Regions from separate parts of the Danio rerio genome. Here region 1 is linked to region 2. A link is a contact called in public HiChIP or PLAC-seq data. All regions are on one chromosome and are shown on one strand. The core of a region is the stretch at or near the end of the contact, and the rest is flanking DNA. Distances in the headings are between cores, read along the strand shown.

Region 1 (6,530 bases), core at 1,626-4,125, 530 kb before region 2:
CAGATGTTACACCTACAAATGTGATAAAGCGTATCACATTCACCTGTTTAAAACATCTGTAACCTTGAGAAAACAAGAGTTTATAAGTGAAGTAACTAAATTGTACCTGACAGCTGTCTTCACTTTGCATAATTTAAAATATCCCATTGTAATATTTGCACATTGTGATATTGATATTCAGCCAGGCAGCTTAACAGCTTCCGGTGAACTGTTTTTCCATTACAAAATTGTCACGTTTAAGATCTGATTTCTTAAAAAATACAATTTTAATGCCTGTTAGATATACAGTATGAAATGGGTGTCAGAACGGACAAGAAGCACGGCATTAAATTCCATTTCCCCCTGCCATGTTTTTAAATAGACATTTATATCACCCCAGTATTTTCAATTGAATTTCTGCACTAGCTTGTTGCTACTGACGGCGCTAGTGGTTACAACAGTCTTTCATCTTATTTTACGCTTGAACAACTAAATGCTTAACTCTATTTAACTGAACGTATTGTAATTACATTACAACATCGATGCTGTAAAAACAACATTGTGTAATTAAAAGTAGCGACACTAAGCTTTCGTTGGCTTTAAAACTCTAGCTGTGCATCTGTTTAATAGAAATTTCTACAAAATGTTTTCAGAACTTAAATGCTAAATATGATGACATTTCCTGTATGAGTTACTTCATTCATTCATTCATTCATTTTCTTTTCGGCTTAGTCCCTTTATTAATCCGGGGGTCGCCACAGCGGAATGTACCGCCAACTTAGCCAGCACATGTTTACGTAGTGCAAGCACTTTCAGCCGCAACCCATTTCTGGGAATGTATAAGTGACTTATAGTGTAATATTTACTTCAATTTTCATCCCCATAATGCATATCAGCTATCAATCTTTTATAAACAATGAAACAAGAGTTCTGACAGACTTTATTTAAATTGTTTGCATACTTTTATCTAAAGCAATGAGCACCGCATCAAGTGGCGAAATTTATAATTATATGTGTTTTATTGGAATTAAACCGTTTGCCTTAAAATGGCTAGTGCTGAAAATAAGTAGCATGTTTAATGGATTTTCAATTACATTTTTTAAACCATGGCTTACAGGTTGCAGTAGGCTACTTTTTACCACAAGTAAATCAAACTTAAAGTTCTTCAAAAATGCTGCCCACAGATCTGAAGTGGTTTACTCACAAAAACATCCACATTACTTGCTCAGAAAAATAATTTTTAATGTTTAAGCAAAACATAGGCTACACTTGGTAAATGTATCGACACAGATTTTCCAGTTATTAGTGTTTCAAGCAGTAAACTTTTTATTTTTATGAATGTGTATGTAGGTCAATGATATCTATGCAAATATGATGCTGTCAGATTTAAATTATTTTTAATTTCTTTTAATGCATCAATAAAAAAAAGAACAGATAATTTCTGCAGGTCAAAGGTTTGGTGTAAGTAGGATTTTAAAATGTTTAAAAATAAAACTTCTCCTGCTCACCAAGGCTGGATTTATTTCATGAAAAATACAGTACAAATTGTAAAATTGTAAAATGTTATTGCACTATAAAATAACTGTTCAAAAGTAGTTTATAATTTAATTTAATAATTTGAATAATAAAGATTAATTTTAGCGTCATCACTGAAGTCTTCAGAGTCACATGATCCTTCAGAAATCACTCTAATATTTATTATTATTCTCAATTATTAATAATAACAGTAATAAAAGCAATAATGACTGGAGTAATAATTTCATTTGAAACTACATACAATAAGAAAGCAGTTATTTAAAATTTTAATAAATATTTTAACTTTTTTTTTTTTTTTACATTTAATAAATGCTGCCTAGATGAACAGAATATTTTTCTTAAAAAACAAACACTGACCCCAAACTTTTGACCAGTAGTGTAGAGTTGTGTATGAGATAGATACACTGAAAAAAATAATTCATTGTATTTACTAATTTTTTTAAGGTAACTTTTTTTTTTTTTTTTTTTTTTTTTTTTTTTTTACAATTAGGACTGAATTTAAATAAAATCAAATTGAGCTGAACTTTGCTCAATTTAATGTGTTTGTTTAAATTCAGCCTATATAAATAGTTTGGACCCAGTAACTTTAAGAAAAAAAATTGCAAATCCAATGAATATTTATTTCAGTAAACAAAATGTAAATTATAGGCCTAGTTATTTTTTCTACCTGTATTGCCTCTTTTTTGTGTACATCAACACCACAGTTCTGCTCTTACTATCTTTCATATTTATCTAAAAAATCAAAGTTTCTTTATTTGTGTTTAAAATACGCAAGACAAGGGCTATAGTAGCCTATATCGATCAAAATAAATTGTGCAAAATTGTAATTAAATGTAATTAATCGTGTTTTTGTCTTTAATTCTTTATCTGCCCCACTAAGAAAAAAAGTGGTTGGATTACATTTCTCAGCTTCTAATGTCTAGTTAACACACTCTATGCATTTTTTTCAACATATCCCATAATTTCTAAAATATCAGCCTCTTCATAAACTATGAAATATATGAAATTGTGACTACTAAATCACCTTTTTAAAGTATGCCATAAAATATTTCAGATTCTCATTTAACATGCTTTCTACTTTTTTTCTTTTTCTTTTTTCACAATAAAATCAAAATCAAGTGTAGTAGTGCACCAGGATTATATTTTATTTATTTATTTTTAAACCAACAATGCTGTGTGTGTAATCCATTATTTATCATTATTTAAAACAGTAAAAACATGGTCAACCGTTAGGTAGCGTTGCAGCCAAAGGGTTAGAATAGAATGTTAGCATAAAAGAACACGATTTTGTTTTTGATACTTTTTATCCTAAGATCAAAGCAACAGCGGATATGTGGGCATGCGCAGTTAACATGGGCGTGTTTTAAACAGGACCCGCCCCCATGAGGGAATGCCTGAAACTGCGCAGGGCAAAAGCGACCCTCTAACCGGGGTAGACGGATACAGCCTTGGGTAATTAGATTTCGGCGTCACAAAAGACAAAGCGTTTCAGTTCATTTCGTTTTAAATCAGAACTGTGAATCCAGATATAAGGATATTAACGGACACCGGGCAGGCGGTGTGTGGTTTCAAGAACGCTAACTAAACCCAAAGAACAAGAAATCACTCAGAACGCCATCAGAAGTTCAACGAAGTTTCTCGGTATTCATCATGGAGGAGAAGAAGGAGGAGAGCGAAGCGGAGATACACGAACACGGACCCGAACACTGGTTCTCCAAATGGGAGCGCCAGTGCCTCGCTGAGGCCGAGAGGGAAGAACCGAGCGAGGAGGAGGTGGACCAGGACCAGGAGAAAATGTGGCACCTCTTTCAGAATTCCGCTACGGCGGTAGCGCAACTTTATAAAGGTCTGTGACCGGAGAAAGAGACCCCTTTAGCGGCCCTCCGACTTCCAGCAGCTTGGCTAAAGAACCGTGCGTTTCTAGAAACAAATTGCGTAAACCCGGTGTTTCTCGACTGACCCACATTTTTTTCGAAGTGAAAAGCCTATTATATGGTTTGACCATTAAAGTGATAAAAAAAGATTTAGGGTTGTTCTGATCGTGTGGCTAATGATTAGCTTTAGCCGGTCTGGCTGTGTTTGACAGTTTGTTCGTTGTTGTTGTTGGCCTTGCTAACCGGCTAGCCTGAATGTCGGCTAGTTAGCCCGTTGACACATTTTTTTTTTTTCGGTTTAACTATATGTAGAGGACAACATGTATTTAAGCAGATCACACTCACGTTGTGTATTCTTTAAGAAAAAGCAGATTTTAACAACTTGCCGGTTAGTGAGCTAGCTTGTTCCCCATTGTGGCTGTGTTTTAAAACCTAACGTTAGGGCACTTCACTAACGTAACCTCCCTTTGTGTAACAGGCACTTTGAACGCACATATGTTGCAATATGCCTTCCAGGTATGTGCTTTCTACGACTTGCCTGGTAAAAACAAGGAGTGCTATTTAAAGGGATGGTTAATTCAAGTTAAATACTATGATGTTATATGCTATCTGCTCCACACCTGATATGTTAGAACTCGAATAGAAGGGTTAGGGTCTGACATTTTATGGAAGGAATGCAATGAGTGTGAATAGTAGCAGTATGTTATTCCCTAACATTCTTTAATTACCTTCATAATTTTCAGTAATAGGATTTTGTATGGCTTTAGGGGAATATTTCTATAAATATTTGTAACGGACATAGCAGAACACCTGAAATAATTACTTTATTACTTAAGCATTTTCCATAGTGAGAGTTAAGTTGATAAAAAGAGCACTTGTCAATACAGTTGAAGTGAATATGGAAAAGAATATCAGTCTTTTAATGTTAAGATATTTTAATATTTAACTAATGCCTGTCGTTGAGAATATTCTTAAAACATTTCTCAGTCTAAATTTAATTGCATCTTTTACTTTAAGTGTTGACATGCTATGAAATATTGGCATGTTAATGTACTGAACAAATATTTAAAAAGTGTATATTTTGACTATTTTCTAATTTTTACATGATCTTTATAGACCCAATCTCAATGCTTTTCTGGCTCTTAATTTATTTAAATCTGACTTGCCTTTGCCATGCAAGCACCCCTGATTCTATTTCTATCTTGCAGATCGAGTCTGTCATCAGCAAGGACCGTCACTGTGGTCTCCGTTTCAAAATTCTGCAACAGCAGTAACTAATCTTTACAAAGGTATTAAACTTTTGTGTTTACATGTATCGCTGTCCACAATCATGTATGAATTGCGTAGAAAATTAATCTTGAACATGATCTGTTCTCCTCAACAGAAAGTGTTGATGCACACAAGAGGAGCTTTGATTTAGGAATTCAGATCGGCCATCAGCGTCGAAATAAAGATGTTTTGGCCTGGGTGAAAAAGCGAAGGAGAACTATACGAAGGGAAGATTTGATAAGTTTCCTATGTGGTAAAGCACCACCTCCAAGGACTTCTAGAGCTGCCCCTAAAATGACTGTCATGTCTCCTATCCGGGCACCTTCATCGGACACAGTGTCATCTGTAGAGACTGATTTACAGCCCTTCTGTGAGGCCATAGCACTACATGGTAAATATTACTGCAATCTCAGAGTTAGGGTACAGAAGACTAAACATTACTGCATGTGTCATCATGGTACATATATATATATATATATATATATATATATATATATATATATATATATATATATATATATATATATATATATATAAATGTCTCGGCCTTTAGTGGCTGTGGTTCATACACTGTAAAAATGCTGGGTTCCACACAATCCTTTCATCTTGTCTCAATGCAAATCAATTAAGTTAACCTATGGTTTTTACAATCTTAAGTTGACTGAACATAAAACATTAAGTTGTCCCTAAAAAAACCTTAACGGTATTGTTTCAACTCATTTTAAAGAAGTAGCATTTTAAAGAAGCAGCAGAAATAATTTAAGTGTAGTTTACATATGGTAGTGTTATATAAATGTTTATTACTAGCTTTTTATACAGTGGATATTTCTAATATGCATAATAGCTTATGTTCTCAGAAAATAAGTCGCACTTGGTCAAAAACACAAAAAAACCCCATAGTTTTAAGTGAGGTTTTATAATTCAGAAATGATGTAAAGTAAAACATTGGTAGTCCTATATAGATTGAAACATCTACAAACAGTAGAACTTTGTATTCTCTAGTACCTAGCACAAAAAGGACAATATAAAAGGTTGGAGCTAGACTTAATGCTGAACGCTGTTGGTTGATAGAGAATCGTCACCAGTGCGTACAACAAGACATGGGAACGAAAATACAGAAAGCTTTTTTTTTTTTTTTTTTTAAATACACAGCCATAATAGTACAATGACAAAGCATCAGCAAAGAAACATGCTCAATTCTTTCATCATCTGTTCTTGTTACTAACAGCTACATGTCAAGAAGCAAGACCAGAATATGCTATTGTTGTCTGCTGGGCTGTTCACGTGTGTCTAAAAGTGTGTTAAACTTGAAATGTGCTGCTTCTGCATGCACTTACCGCATGACTACATTTAAAATAACGAACTTGAGTGTGCAAAAGACGTGGTGTGTGAACTGCTGTCTTCCAGCGAGAATAACATCAATTACATTTATTTGGCATACACCACATGCATTCACTAGTGGAAACCCACGTCTGATCAGGATGACCTGTACTGTAGTGAACTGTACCACTCAGTGGAAACAAGGCATAGTTGAATATTGCTATCTAGATGTCTCCAGGCCAGGACACTTATAGTCACAGTGTAAACTGCAATAATGTTGTTTTGTGAAAATAATAATTTCATGCAAATACATATATTAGGTGTTCGGCAACCACAACAACAAGGATGGAATGCAGGAGTGCGTTCAGCCTGGACAAATGCTGATCATTTTTATCAAGAGTTGCAACAATAGCATTTATTTTTGAAGAATTTTCATGGTCTACGCAAATTGGTATAAATTCGCATTTGATACTTCCAAATATGCCTAATAGAAATAGAGTGCTCTGATTGGCTGTTCAGCTACAAATTAGTGCACGAAAACTGAATTGACTA
Region 2 (6,704 bases), core at 1,528-4,027:
CATACTACTGACCTTATCCGCCATGATCATGGATGAGCCACCATGGATCCCAAGGATGGGTATCAAAGTCTGAGAGGAAATAAAATCCAAAATCTGGGCAATGGCTTCCTGGTCTGTGCCGTCCCCGAACACCACCCCGTGGATTTTAGTCCCGGACATGAGGTCACACACATGGGTAATGATGCTTTTGGGGTCTGTTTCATTCACCAGCAGGGTCACCACATTGACATCAATAGGATCATCTTTGCTCCACAGAGCCCGTATATCTCTGTCAGAGATGTAGCGAGTCTGACCCAGGATCACAGCAATGTTCAGTATGGGCACTTTCTCTGCCGCATGTGAGATGCTGATGAGGGTAAGGAGAGCTGGAAGAGTCAGAAGAACCAACCTGGAAAACCCCATAGTGCTCGACTTCATTCCCTGCGAAACAAATGCACACACACACGACAGAGGCCGTTTGAGATATACTGCATTTATAATCATATAATACATATATATAATTCACAGATATAATACATTTATAGTTTTTTCTCAAAGAGGAGACATGAAATGACTTCAGACATCTAAAGCTTATGCAACATTGCTGAATGCTCCTTGCTGCATACTGATTTAACAACTTCATACGTTTTCAACAGCATCCAGTGGAGTTACACAACAATGGTAAGGAGCACGAGATTTTTTTAAATCTCATTTTGGAATTTAAGCAATGAATAACTAGCAATGAGCAAATGATGAATATTACATGTGACACTGGATCTGAGCAGCAAGCAGGGCAGAAGAGAGTGGAGCTGACATCATCACATGAAGACTCTTGGAGTGACTGAGCGGAGGAAGCTCACAGGCCCGACGATATACTGTGGCCAGCATGTATAGGCAAACAGATGCATTGTAAAGCAAGGCATAAAACTGCAGAGAAACAACATATGGTGCAGAGGCTGTTCTCGGGAAGAATAATGCATCATATCGCTGTTATGAAAGACAAATGAATGAGCAAGCTGGATTTATCACATATTCTGCTTATAATCATTCAGCAGGGAAAGTAATGAATCGTTGATTTGTTTCAATGCATTGTTTATGGGTTTTTTTTTTCATTTGTGTGATTTAAACTAGTTTTTTAGAGGCTAATGCTCATGATTTTTTATTTTTTTTTTGCATTTAAATGGGTATTTAACATTACAGACTATAGTATATACATAAAATGTTTCAATATAAACAGACTCATTGCTTTTTTGTCTTGCAGTAAGTCATAGGAAAGGGTGCATTTTTGTAAAACACAGATAATGTGACAGACATTCATGTTCAAAACAATTGCAGCAAAAATGTTCAAGTTATGAACATATGGAAAATTAAATTAATCATCAAATGAGTATATTTGTGAAACATGTGTCAAAACTAATGAATGCAGAGCTGAGAGACTTTAGCCAGAGGCCAGGTCTTTTGACAATTGCATACTGCATTTATTTATATTTTATATAAATGTAATTAATTAGAGAGGGAGAAAGAGAGATGTGGAGATTAATAAACAATAATTAAGGGTTTACTGAATAAAATTAGCCTGATTTGTTATTTTTGGCAAATGCGATATCAGTGTTCTAACAACGTGACAGAGATCTTAACATGGGAATATATCTAGATGAATATTCCTTCTGATACCTCATTAATTTGCTCAAAACGACCATTATGCAAGCGCGCCCCCTATTGACGCGTTTCGTTTTGCGTTCTCAGCTGGAACCACAGTACGCTATAGGACAGCATTATATTAGGAAATTAACGCGTCAGAAATGTACAACAGAAACATCTTTCAAGGTTGATAGCATCAATTATTCTGACAAAAAAGAAAGATGAATTAACAACCGCCGTTTTCAACGAAAAGATGATCTTTACGTTTTAACCAGAAAAGTATGCAAGCCTATTCGAAGTTGGATCAACAACTCGACCAAAATCCGCATTCATCTGTTACATATCAGAAGGAAGCATGGACAAGTATTCTTATCTGTAAAACCTCTTTAAAATGTCACATTCATCTATTTTCTGCTGTTTGTTTTATATTTTACCTCGTTCATCAGGAAAACATCTTGTTTTATCCAGCAAAAGCGAAGCGCACTCCTGAGGGAAAATCCTCAGATGTGCTCACATGATCATGACACGAGTTTTCTTTCAGGTAAAACAAGAGCATGTTCTTGAACATAACTCGACAAAACATTCCTATGGTTCAAAAAACCCACATCCTATCATTATAAACTAACAAATCCCTCTTTTTCCCCCTTTCGTCCCTATTTTTAGGACCGCGCATCCCTAATGATGCAGGAAAGCCGCGTTTTCCTGCATCAAATTAATTTCAGTGTAGCTGGATGGCGGGACTGGATTTTAAAACGTTTTTGCTCGTTCTCCACTGTCCTTTGAAGAATAAACCGCAATGGACCAAGCGAAATTTATCATAAGAGAGAGAAACAATGATACTCACAGCATCCCTCTTCCACAAAGCTCCAGAGATGTTGAATGGGATGACATTGCAACAGTCCTCCTCTCACCAGCCAGGTTGAAAATATGGATAATTATTCCCACCGACGAATCCTTGAAGTTCAACCACAGAACCATGCGAATCAAATTAATCCAGTGGTTTGCATGTTTATGAATTATCCATGACTCTTCCTCGATGAGAAGGACCGCGAGACTCGAACGTTGGAAACTGAATCCGCAAGAAAATGGGACTGAATCTGCAAGCAGGACCACAGGACAGTCTCACAGTCCTCTTTCCCCACAGCCTCTCTGGAACTGAGGGATGCCGTCAGTAACACATCCTTAAGGTGAAAATGAGAATTACACCCTGTTTTAGAGCAAGGCACCCCTAAGAAGAAAACATTTCTCTGTTGTCAAATCTTGAGCGCTGGTCAACGGTTTCAAACATCCGAGCGTTTAAACACCATGTCAACCGCCACTTGTCGTAACTTAGGCTTTACACAAATTGTAAAAGTTATATTAAACAAAATATTTACAAACTCTTTAAGACTTTAATGCGGGTTGTTAAAGCCTATTACCTCGGTTGTGAAGCTTTAACCCTTCGCGGCGTGGTTCTTCTGCTTTTTTCAGTGATCTCAATGATTTCGGCGAGGATTGCCTCGGTGACGTATGAGCGTTTGAAATTCCAGAGCCAAACTTCACTGCGGAAACCACTGAGCTCGTCATTGCCATGTACAGTGAGCGGGGCTCGAACAGCGCAGATGCTGCTCTCACTCACACACCTCACATTATTCTCAACTGACTGTTCATTATGCTCGATTCGATGCGTTTTTTTCTGCATTCGTTCACCAGTACTTTTCTATAAGACTAAGGAATCATTGAGCCTTTTATTTGTGCAGAATTTCATAATGGCTAACCGATCAGAGTGGTTTAGCTTCTGCGTTTTGTTTTTTCTCTTACGTTTTCATATCTAAGTAAATCACGAACAAAAAAGTAAAATGCAGTGACAGTGTTTCAGGTATTTATGGATCATAACCTTGAATGTTATTTACTGATATTATGTTTATAAAGGCCTAGTCAACATAAAACTTCAACAGATATAACAAAATATAGACTATTTACTCAAAACAAGTATAACATTTGACAATTTTAGAATAAACCACTGCACATTGATATTGTTTTGTAGACAATGTTAAGCTAGTTTAACTATCGAAGGAACAGTTCACTGAAATGGAAAACTGAGATGTTTTCTTATACTTCCAGGCTTATGCACAGGTTTTTATTTAGCAGAACATTAAAGATTGCAGAAAAAGTCATTGGCTTTCATCACTCTGATAGTAGTGGGAACATACACTACCTGACCAAAAGAAATTTACACACTCTAAAACTTCATTGGACTGCCTTTAGTTTTGATTAGGGCACACAGTTACCATGAAATATGTTTCTGCAATGTCACAACATTTAGAGTTGTATGAATCTTTTGTCAAGATCTTGCACTGTTGATAAAATCAGACCACCGCACAAGTTTACTCCAGCAAATCCCAAAGATTCATAATAGGGTTAAGATCTGGGCTCTGTGGTAGCCAATTCATGAGTTAATTTTTTCCCCTTCTTTTTCTTAAAAAAGAAGGCCTTAAAGTCTGTTGTTGTTTTTCATAACTTGATTTAGCCAAATTTTTAAGTGATCGCTAATTTGAATCATGCCAGATTTATTTCCAACCACATTTGGACTGCAACAGGTTGTCAGACATGCAACATGTTGTTAGATTGACATTGCAGCCCAGTGTTGTGGGGACGTTGCATTTTGTTTGTAAATGAAAATCGGGTTGACGTCAGAACTCATTGCGACGTTTGGTCACCTTCCAACAAAACCTAAAATCAACCAAATCTCAACATCATTTGATGTCATTATTGGATGTTAAAACAACGTTGCCCTTAGACGCTGGCTAGACACTGAATTTTGGTCACCTGACATTGCAACCTAAATCTAACTTAATATTAACATCTTTTGATGTTGTGTGTCTGCTGGGATGCTTCCAGTTTTTAATAGCATAATTCCCCACTATGCTTCCAGTTCTTAACCCATTTAGTAGTTTCAGTAATCTCTTTAGACGATTCTTTGCTTTATACATGCCAATAATTTGATCATTCTAAAACAATTTAAATTATCTTTTCTACGACCACAAGATGTAGTTTTAACATAGTTTAATGTAAGACATTCTGGTTCTTGGCACGACCAGCCCAGCACATTTTGTATGTCTCTGTCATTTGACACACAAGGATCAGTTAGTAGATTTTCTTGTGAACAAGCTGATGTGTGTTAAGTTAAGAAGATATACAAAATGTAAGGGGGGTTGCAGGTAGGTCCCCAAAGACCGGAACTGAGAACCACTGAACCGCTTTAATGAATGAGAAGACAATCTGCATCAGGGCAATAAATAAATTGTTATCAGCTGAAACACATTCATCAATGCAGTAATTATCCAATAGAAAGCTCCTACCTAGTTGCTTAGTTGAATCCAGTGTATTTATTTATTTATTTGAATGGGCAGAAATAGGCTACCCGTTGCTTCACAATGCTTCCCCTTTTCTACTGTAAAAAAAAACAGCATTAACTTGTGTGAATTTGTTTCAGAACATTTAACAAGACACTTACACTCAACACTATCATGAATCTACTGTTTTACTGAAAAGATTGTTTTAATCAAAGATCTAAAATGTGGTAAATGATGTTAATTTTCTTGCACAGACCAATTGTTTAATTTCATAATACTTCAATTTTTAAATGTACATTAAGTCTTCCAAAATGTAAGTATCACAAACGAAACCTGAACATTTCATTAAACATGCCATTCTTTATTAACTTGTTTACTGTACTGCATATGTAACCCCACCCATCTTACACCACCCAAGCCGCTTTGTGCTGGGATCAAACCGGCGACCTTCTGCATGGGAGTTGGTTGCTCTAACAAGGCTAAAGACCATGGCCTCTAGTGTCTGTTGCTAAATCACCTTTTAGAGGTCAGAGGAGTGAGGATTACCTGCACAGCACTTCACTATAGCTGGCCTCAACACTCACCCTCATAAACCTCACTCCCATCTGGGTCACAGCACCAATGTAACCCCGCCAGGCCTACACCCAACCCACTCCAAGCTAGGATCGAACTTGCAACTTTCCACATGGGAGTCGGTTGCTCTAACAAGGAAGCTAAAGACCATGGCCTCTAGTGTCTGTCGCTAGAGCACCTTTTAGAGGTCAGAGGAGTGAGGTTTACCTGACAGCACTTCACTACTTGGCCAATGCTACACATAATCCATTGTAGATCAGCTTTACATTTTCATGCCCCTAAATGTGTCGCCAAACAAAACAGTCTGTGCATGGTTGCTTTACATGTCAGTCCAACAGCCTCTTGGGTGGTCCTTGGCAGTCAAAGCTGTGATTAATCGAGACTATTGTTCATTACTAATAATAGGTTATAATTCTTGATTGTTTTATCCCCTAACAAGCTCCCCTCAGGAAATGCAATCAAACAGCACTATATAGATGATGTTTCCTCCCTATTTTGAAAACTCTCCATGAGTCATTTTAGCAAACATGACTTGCACTACAGTATATTCAAACTGCATTCAAAACACAGGCATGAGTCACAGGAAAGCATATTCTGCAGTGTCTCCAGCTTTTGTAGGAAGAACTCAAACTCATGGAAAATTGTTAGAGTCTAAGCACTTTCCCAGCCCCCAACTCTCATTACCTACTTGGACAGAAGCAAATGGCCATTTCCTCATTTTCTGCAATTGAAATGAACATGATACTCATTAGCGGACTGCTCCAAAGGTGCAGAGCATGACTGACGCCATTACATCTCGAAAGAAAACATGTTCATCTTGTCTTCAACTCTCTGAATATGCTGTTTTTTTAAAGCACATCTGCAATTTATTCTGCATGTCAAAGCACATTAAAGAGCCCAAACAAGAGCCTATTTTTCTTTCTATTTTGGTATGTTCTGCAGCCAACACATTGGTCTTTTCTCTTTTCTTTTTTCTTTTTTGGACACTGTCACCACTCTTACTTAAATTTAGTTTTAAAAAAGACTTTAAAGGAAATAAAAAATAAGAAAGAAAATAAAAATCAAGTTATTGCTGAGGCTCAAACCGCAGCTCTCGGTTTTCCCTGGGGGTTTTTGTATTTCAGCCTAATACTATATCTACTGTGGCACTGGGTATAAAGTCACGCGTGAATGCAG

Evidence for each region. HiChIP or PLAC-seq counts read pairs in DNA pulled down with a chosen protein or histone mark.
Region 1: a contact with region 2 is called in an H3K4me3 HiChIP or PLAC-seq map of gastrula embryo, with 3 times the contacts expected there. The contact joins the promoter of hapstr1a here to the promoter of grin2aa in region 2. A contact is called at or near these places in 2 of 4 datasets of contacts at active chromatin or transcription factors (embryo and gastrula embryo).

The regions. Positions count from the first base shown.
Region 1 is chr3:26,339,662-26,346,191 of GRCz12tu, reverse strand. hapstr1a (HUWE1 associated protein modifying stress responses a) reads left to right here and starts at 2,875. Exons shown (of 4, transcript NM_001328166.1): 1 at 2,875-3,361; 2 at 4,598-4,678; 3 at 4,774-5,049. The coding sequence starts at 3,166.
Region 2 is chr3:25,808,632-25,815,335 of GRCz12tu, reverse strand. It overlaps grin2aa (glutamate receptor, ionotropic, N-methyl D-aspartate 2A, a), which reads right to left and starts at 2,777. Exons shown (of 14, transcript XM_068218021.1): 1 at 2,465-2,777; 2 at 743-854; 3 at 13-420. The coding sequence starts at 417.